Linked DNA regions of Mus musculus: regions 1 and 2 are each linked to region 3. Evidence: chromatin contacts called from public promoter capture Hi-C data. All regions are on one chromosome and are shown on one strand. The core of a region is the stretch at or near the end of the contact, and the rest is flanking DNA. Distances in the headings are between cores, read along the strand shown.

Region 1 (2,722 bases), core at 183-2,682, 1.4 Mb after region 3:
CTACTCAGAGTTTGAAGCACTCCATTATTTAAAAGTTCATATTTTCTTGAAAGTAAATGTTACTAAGTATATATTGAGTATCTTTTAGTCAACTTTAATACTATTTCATTGTTATAATAATTTATTAAAATAACAAAACTTATGAACTGTTACAGCCTAATATTAAAAATATTAAAAATTAGGCATACGCATAATTTAATGGCGAGCAACTTCTTCCAAGTTGCACAGTAATTATTACCAAGCTGGCTTTAACAGATCTTTTTGTAAAGTCTCTCCCACATCATAGCTCTCCACAGATTAATGTGAGTCCATTACATCAAAGGTGTTTACATTTGTTAGCACGAGCGTTTAATTTTAATATATTTATGGCGTGCATAGATCCCCAAGAAGCGCAGTAAAAAGAATCCCTGCGAAGAGAGCTATGCTAAGATCCTCTTTAGCTTGGGCCTTGGAAGAAACTTGCTAAGAAACTTAAGTAAGACCGAACTGGAACTGAATCCTTTTTTGTGTAAAATAGCTGTCAAAGCGAAGAAAAGGACGGGAGGGGGAAGCTTTCTCAAAGTCACAGTAAGTTTCAGGGACTGGCGAATCCTTTCATGCTCCATTCTAGGAACAGAGAACCCCCGGGGACCCTAGAGCAGAGCAGCTAGTGGGGACTGCACCCAAAAGAGCCGCCGCCGGCTGCTCGGCTCTTCGCAGAGGAGTCAGAGTAGAAGATTTAGGAGGACGCACTCGCACACAAAACTTCGGTTGGAAGGCGAGCCTGGGGGACAGTTGTCGGGTGGTGCGGCGGAGGAGCGGCGGGCGCGCGGGGAGCGAGCGGACAGCCTTACCTGCAGACCCTCCGGCCGCGACCTGCCTGGAGGTCTCGTGCAGTAAGCTGACGTTGGAGGCCGACATCTTCGCGACCAGGGGACCGGGTGACCAAGTTGCCCGAGCGAGCTCCTCTGAAGGCCGCCGCCGATGGAGACCGGGCCCCGTCGGTCCTGGGGCTGAACTCTTCCCGGTGTGGCTGCGATCCAGCTAAAGGCGGCGGTTCGGGCACCGAGTCGCCGCGAGGTTGGCGGAGGGGGTCCGAACTTGCCCAGCGCTGCCTAAGGCTGCCCTTTCCACCGGGGCACCGGAGGGGGAACACTGACAACTGGGGGCTGGGTAGACTTGACCTAGCTCGGTGGGTCAGGCTCGAGCTTCAAGATAGGGGCTTATGAATTTGCCTATCGAGACCTACTGCGGAGTTTGTTTAGCTGGCTGCTTATCTAAGGGCTGCCTTAGCTAGCTGCGACTGTGATGTAGCCGCGGGTGACCCTTGCCCTCCAGGCAGGCTAAAATACGGTACTATTCAAAAGAAGGGATAGTGAGGAAATTCCTCCAAGTTAGTCAACCAGAAATTGAAGGCCACAGCAACTAGATCAGAGCAGATCTGACTTACAAAGTGCAGTAACTGTGCGGGGGAAGTGGTTTTGGACTTTTATTTCATGCATAATAAACTGAGTTTTACTTACTGAAAACCATAAAGGACTTGTTATTCAAGTGTCCTGTGCCCAGTTCACAGGGTCACCACGCTGCGCACAATATGACAGACTTGTCAGAAAGCCGAGTTCTTTGGGCTTAGGGCCTAGAAACCTGTTTTAAGCAGTTCTCTGTTAGGAACAGTAGGTAGACATGAAAGAGGAGCACCAATAACCTGCTTATTTCTTTCTACAAAATGTGGAATTAACTCACACTAGCTCTTTAGAATCACTGACAAAACAAAAGTACCAGTTAGTGCCTGTTAGTGAACCACAAGGTGCAAACTGCAGTATAAGAGAAACACAGGAGTCAGATATTTAGAACGCTCACCACACCCCTGACAGGCCGGAGATGATAAGAGAAAGTACTGTGGAAACCCCGCTGCTGTTATTTCTAAAACGTAGTGTTTAATGCATATATTCTGGGCCATATAAACTGCCGTTGTTCTCTGTCAAAAACATGGGTATGTGCAATTTAAAATAATACAATGTCAAATCAAATATACGAAATGAATACTTATATCTTATTTTCATTCTTTGAGCTATTAAATGTCGGTGGTAGTGAGCTGGGGAGATGGCTCAGTCAGTAAAGTGCTTGCCATGCAAGCCTAAGGACCAAAATCCAGTTTCCCTGCACATGTAAGACAGTATTAGTCTGGGTCTGTAATCCTAGCGCTGAGAATGCAAAGATAGGCACATCCCTGGAGCTGTCTGGTTGGTGAGGTCTAGCCAAACAGTTCAGTTCAGTTATAGGTCTTGTCTCCAAAGGTAAAATGGAGAACAACTGAAGATCCCCAACAGTAACCTCTAGCTACCAAACACTCCTGTTGCATGTATCTGCTGACATACATACACACACACACACACATACCACCACATGTATACACACATGCACACACACACACCACATATACACATGCATACATACCACATGTACAGACACACACCCCACATGGACACACACATGAACACACACACATCTCCCACATGGACACACACACCCCACATAGACACACACATACACACACCACATGTATGCATATACCACATGGATACACACTCCACATGTAGACACACACACACATACCATATGTACAGACACACACACCACATGTACACACAGTTATGTGCCTGTACCACCTGACTAGGAAAGTTACATACCATGAGGAATTGGGTAAATGTGTTGCTTATGTGATCAGATACACAAAAATGGT
Region 2 (2,700 bases), core at 137-2,636, 1.0 Mb before region 3:
GTCTTCAGGTTTGGTGACAGTCACCTTTTGCCTGCTGAGCCATCCTGTTACCCCACAGTGGTGGTGGCACACTTCTATGATCAACACTTATGTGGTACAATAGGCAAGATTCTGAGCATAGCTTCTAGCCCAGGTCCTAACCTCTAACAACTGCGACTGTACTGCCTTTCATGACAAAGGACAATTAAGTTTGCAGAGGGAATTAAAGACCTGGAGATAAGAAGATCCTTCCGGCCTACCCAGATAAGCATATGTAGACATGGCATACTTATAGTCCAGAGGCCCTTACAAGTGGGGAGTGAGGCCGAGTAGGAAACTGGGATAGCACTGTGAGAAAAACTCCAGTCTCTGGCTGGAAGGCAGAAGCGAACCAGAGCTAAGTGGTGCAGCCAGGTTCCTGAAGCAGGACAAGACCAGCAAACATACTGTCACCAGAAGGAACGCAGCTCTGCCAAAACTCCCATGGTAGACCTTGATTTTAGTGAAGTTTCTTTTGCACTCTGACATTTCACAGCCTTATTAGTGGTTTGTTTGGGAGTTTTGTCTTTTGGGGCTTTGTTTTGTTTGTTGGTTTGTCTAGGTTGTTTTATTTTAAGACAAGGTCTCACTGTGTAGTCCTGGCTGGCTTGGAACTTGTTATATAGTTCAGCCTGGTCTTGAAGTTACAGAGATGCACCTGTCTCTACATCCCAAGTGCTGGGATTAAATGTGTGCGCCACCGCACCAGGCTTGTTTTGTTTTAAAACAGAGTCCTATCAGTCCTGGCTGGCCTGAGACTCAAGGCGTAGGTGACTACGACCTTGACTTTTGGATTCTCCACTTTCAACCTCTACAGTGCTGGGATTACAGGCAGGTACCACTACCCAGAGCCAGAGATCAACCCAGGGCAAGCAGATTGAGCTATGCCCCAGTTCTAAGCTTCGAGGGATCCAGCACAGCAGGGGGAAAGGGAAACACATAGCTCTCTAAATTCTGTGCAGCTCAAATTCTTTTAAATTCCCATTTTACTGAAGCTAGTTTGTGTAGGGTTTTGTTCTTCAGCAACTCGATTTACAAATATTGCAGAGTCATTAAACAGTGCTTCTTTTCAGAGGGGGCGAAAACAGATCTTCAGAAATAAAACAAATCTATTGACCTCTACCTAATTCTTTTTAGTGGTTCTTCGCTCAGCCTGAAGGCAGCTGGGTGTTGCTGAGAGACCTCTGTGACCCCAGGCCCCACCTTTTAGTACTTTTCAAAGATCTCCCTCAGACTTCTAAACCGTTCATTCAAAACTTTGTTCTCCTTTAAAAAAAAAAAAAAAAAAAAGACAACTCTGTAGCAAATTTACTTCCTGTTACTCAACTGGCAGAAAGCAGAAGTCAGACATTGCAATTACAGATGCAGGACTGAACACATTAGTTACCCTTACAGATGTGCTGACCTCAAGGGTCTCAGAGAAGATATCTACAGATCTTTAGACCACCTATTGGGTTCATAGATCTTCCCAAATCCTTTGAAGTTCAGACAGCAGTCCAAAACCTTTCTCAGTTTTGGGAGCTGGCAAGATGGTGTCCTACTTAGGGTTACTATTAATGTGATGAAACACCATACCCAAGGCAAGTTGGGGAGGAAAGGATTTATTTGGCTTACACGTTCACATTATAGTCCATCACTGAAGGAAGTCGGGACAGAAACTCAAACAGGGCAGGAACCTGGAGACTGGAGTTGAGGCAGAGGCCTTTGTGGAGGGGTGCTGCTCACCAGCTTGTGCTGGTGGCTTGCTCAGCCTGCTTTCTTATAGAACCCAGGACCACCAGCCCAGGGATGGCACTGCCCACAATGGGCTAGGCCCTCCCCCATTAACATTAACAAAGAAAATGCCTAAGCTGAGTGTGGTGCCTCAAGCTTCTTACCCCAGCACTGGGGGGGTGGGGGTGGGGGGGGACAGAGGTAGGTGGATCTCTGTGAGTTTGAGGCCAACCTGGTCTACAGAGGTTAGGACAGCCAGGATGTTACCCTCTTAAAAACAAACCCTGTCTTGAAAAATAAACAAAGAAAGGAAAAACCAGCCAGAAGAGATGGCTCAGGAGTTAAGAGTATGTGTTCCGGGGGCTGGAGAGATGGCTCAGAGGTTAAGAGCACTGACTGCTCTTCCAAAGGTTCTGAGTTCAAATCCCAGCAATCACATGGTGGCTCACATCCATTCGTCCCTCTTCTGGAGTATCTGAAAACAGCTACAGTTTACTTACATATAATAAATCTTTGGGCCAGAGTGAGCGGGGCTGGAAAGAGCAACCATCTCATAATGAGATCTGACATCACAAGACTGCCTCCAGAGTGCTGGGATTAAAGATGTGGCATACCTAGCACTGCCCAGCCTGTCTTTTCTTCTCCTCCTCCTCCTCCTCCTCCTCCTCCTCCTCCTCCTCCTCCTCCTCCTCCTCCTTCTTCTTCTTCTTCTTCTTCTTCTTCCTCTCCTTCCTCCTTCTTCTTCTTCCTTCTTCAATTCAATTCAAAATATTTTATTCTGTTGCTTGCTTGATGTGTGTATGTATGCATGTATGTATGTATATATGTATATGTGTGTGTGTATATATATATATATGTAATTATTTACTTATGTCTGTGGGCATGTGTATGTCACAGGATACATGTGGAATCAGGGGACATCTTGAAGGACTCAGTTCTCTACTTCTACCATGTGAGTCCCAGGGATTG
Region 3 (2,832 bases), core at 257-2,756:
ACATTGGCTGAATATAGACTGCTAGGAAAAGAAGAAAAAAAGGACGGAGCATAGCCATCGTCTGGTGGAACATGAGCCATCGTCTGGTGGAACATGAGAGCGTCTGAAGTGTGGAAGATGGTGGTGATGGTGATGTTTGTATATGCTTGGCCCAGGAAGTGGCACTATTAGGAGGTGTGGCCTTGCTGCAGTAGGTGTTAGAGCAAGTGTGTCGTTGTGGGCATGGGCTTTAAGACCCTCATCCTAGCTCCCTGGGAGCCAGTCTGAATAAGATGATGTAGGACCCTCAGCTCCTCCGGATGCTGGCATGCTCCCGCCTTGATGGTAATGGACAGAACCTCTGAACCTGTAAGAAAATGAGCAAGCTGAGAAAGGAAAAATATTTAAAGGGACACCGGGAAGTAGAACAGAGCAAAATCTTTTGTTTTAGGAGATAACAGATCCCACTCAGCTAAATTTAAGTCTATGTGTGATGGAACATACCTTTAATCCCAGGAGACAGAGCCGTGCAGATCACTAAACTCAAGGTCAGCCTACTGAGCAAGTTCCAGGACAGCTAAGTTTCATTCTACTTCCTGGTGTCCCTTTAATACTTTAACCATATATTTTGTTGATAAAATGGACATAATACCGACTCCTACCTTAGGGCTATTAAACTAAAAATTGAACTCAGCAAATCCATGCAGTGAATTTACCAAGATAACCTGATAAAGAGTGAAAGTGATCGGTTATAAGTTACGATTATTATGGTAGTTATGGCATCGTCCTTGTCTGTGTAATCCTGTTTTTGAAAAAAAAAAAATGACATCTTTTTAAGTCAAATATTTATTTTTCACTGGAACCTGAAATTAAATCAATTTAATTTGGGTAGCTTCTTCCATTAAAAAAAAAAAAAAAAAGTAAGAACGCAAGATTGAAATACTAAGATAAAATTTCCTTCCCCTCTGTAGTTTTGGTTGTAAAAATTCCAAGAACAATGAAATTTTCTTTGTGAAAATTATTTCTTACACATACAATTCAATTTAATAGTTTACTAGCTGTACTAAAGGTACTACTAGTGTAGAAGAGACGATTCTGTAACCCTCCAGGCTCACAGAGTATGCAAAGACCCTTTCAGGCAAAGGATCTTTTCACATTCTTCTCACAGTTTGAGTAGCTAGGCAGATCAGATAACCACTTGGCGGGAAAAGGATAAGTACAGACCAAATCCGCACAATCTGTTTCTGTTTAGTTTATAAACTGCGTCCCAGTATGTCAGCTTTCCTGCCTTGTGGGACTTGAAGTCCGAAGTGAGAAGCGATTAAGGCAGCTGAATCTTAGAAACCCATAGCCCCTGAAGCTCTGAGGCCTAAGGACTACAATTCCCGACAGACAGCGGAAGGCCGCGCCGTAATCACCGGTAACCAATCGTTCGCTTGCAAGACAAGCCACGCCTCTAGCTCCGGGACAGCCTTGACCAATGGCAGAGCTCGCAGCGCAAGCCTGCGGGTTAGGTTGTGAGGCTGAGGCCGGGGGTGGGGAGGAGTCGAGGGTTTCGGATCCAGCTCGGTGGCCGGGTGGGTCGGGGCGTTCGGCGCGCCCTTCACCGAAGCGGCAGTGGCCGGGCTGGGAGCAGGAAGTGGGAAGCGACGGCGAGGTTGGAAAATGCCGGTCCATTCTCGAGGGGATAAGAAGGAGACGAATCATCACGATGAGATGGAGGTGGACTACGCGGAGAACGAGGGGAGCAGTTCCGAAGACGAGGACACCGAGAGCTCGTCGGTCTCGGAGGATGGGGACAGTTCAGGTGCGCTACCCAGCTGGGCGGGGATGCCGGGTCCCTTGCGCCGCGCGCGCGACAGGCCGCGGTGCTCACGCCGGGCGGTGCGTCCTGCTGCGAGCGCGGGGCGGGGAGATGGGGAAGGGGCGGGGACTGGCTCGGCGTCTGGCACCCGGAGCTGCGGGTCGCCGCGGGCTCCAGTTCTGGCTCTGGCTCCCGGTGGGCTGGGCGCCCGCAGGCTTTGAGGACCCGAGGCGATTCTGTGCACTGTGGGACCCGCCCTAGGGTCACCTGGCAGTACCCTGGGGCTACCGGCTCCGGAGTGGAATGTCCGGCTGGCTGGTCTGGAAGACTGCAAATGTCCCTTAGCTGACACCACCGACCTCTTTACTAGTAGTCTCAGCAACCTTTGTCAGCGTTTTTGTGGGGGCTGAGGATAAATTTGCCTTGGTCCTTGGCGGGCTTGCCACTCATCAACCTTAGCTTTCAGGTCAGCCTCTCACCAGTACTGTCATCAGAGGACTGACTTGGGAACTCTCAGGTTCATAATAGGTCCCAAAAGTTTTCAAGACGAAGAAGGGACCAGCCTGAGGGATCATTTGGAATCTTTGTCAGTTTTTAATCTGGAAGATGTGGGCAGTGTTGACATTCCCAGAATCTTCAAGCTTTGGTTATTTTGTAACTTTGGGCTGTTTCTAACCCCTTATAAGTCTTTTAATACTTTAATAAAATGAATGGAACTGATTTCCCGGATCTTCCTCTAACCATATGACAGACTGAGAATGGCTTTGTCTAACCCTGGTTTTGGCTGTGTAATGGGAAGCATTGATAACAGGTTAATGACTGTGGTATCACCTCACACCTTTTTTTTTTTCAGGTTTGTCTGTCAAAAAAGTATACTTGGAAGCATGTAATGCCGATAAGTCAGCCATCCAAAAGTAAATATTTATGAAGTTTTTACTCATAAATATTTATACTCATATACTCATTTATATACTCATACTCATTATACTCATAAATAAACATGAGGATAAATTTATAGTTATCTCCGTTGAAGAACAGTGTTTTGCTTA

Evidence for each region. Promoter capture Hi-C pulls out the DNA fragments that hold promoters and counts their contacts.
Region 1: a contact with region 3 is called in a promoter capture Hi-C map of hippocampal neurons, with 7 times the contacts expected there. The contact joins the promoter of Slc25a21 here to the promoter of Brms1l in region 3. A contact is called at or near these places in 3 of 39 promoter capture datasets (frontonasal cranial neural crest, hippocampal neurons and liver), 1 of 484 Hi-C or Micro-C datasets (the G1E-ER4 cell line), 4 of 115 datasets of contacts at active chromatin or transcription factors (astrocytes, embryonic stem cells, forebrain and 1 more) and 2 of 9 other capture datasets (adipose tissue and embryonic stem cells).
Region 2: a contact with region 3 is called in a promoter capture Hi-C map of pre-B cells, with 2.8 times the contacts expected there. The contact joins the enhancer-like site here to the promoter of Brms1l in region 3. A contact is called at or near these places in 4 of 39 promoter capture datasets (the C10 cell line, liver, pre-B cells and 1 more), 1 of 15 datasets of contacts at CTCF or cohesin (embryonic stem cells), 1 of 484 Hi-C or Micro-C datasets (embryonic stem cells), 1 of 115 datasets of contacts at active chromatin or transcription factors (pancreatic cancer cells) and 1 of 9 other capture datasets (adipose tissue).

Annotation. Positions count from the first base shown.
Region 1 is chr12:57,196,040-57,198,761 of GRCm38.p6, forward strand. It overlaps Slc25a21 (solute carrier family 25 (mitochondrial oxodicarboxylate carrier), member 21), which reads right to left and starts at 1,433. Exons shown (of 10, transcript NM_172577.3): 1 at 834-1,433. The coding sequence starts at 900.
Region 2 is chr12:54,819,500-54,822,199 of GRCm38.p6, forward strand. No RefSeq gene overlaps it. Among named protein-coding and RNA genes, the nearest start is that of Snx6, 25 kb to the left of the region's middle. Within about 2 kb of position 1,387, at least 73 of the 459 cell types and tissues checked have an H3K27ac peak or open chromatin away from gene starts, as enhancers often do. A contact at or near this core is called in adipose tissue and pre-B cells, where this site is marked.
Region 3 is chr12:55,834,860-55,837,691 of GRCm38.p6, forward strand. It overlaps Brms1l (breast cancer metastasis-suppressor 1-like), which reads left to right and starts at 1,507. Exons shown (of 10, transcript NM_001037756.3): 1 at 1,507-1,786. The coding sequence starts at 1,645.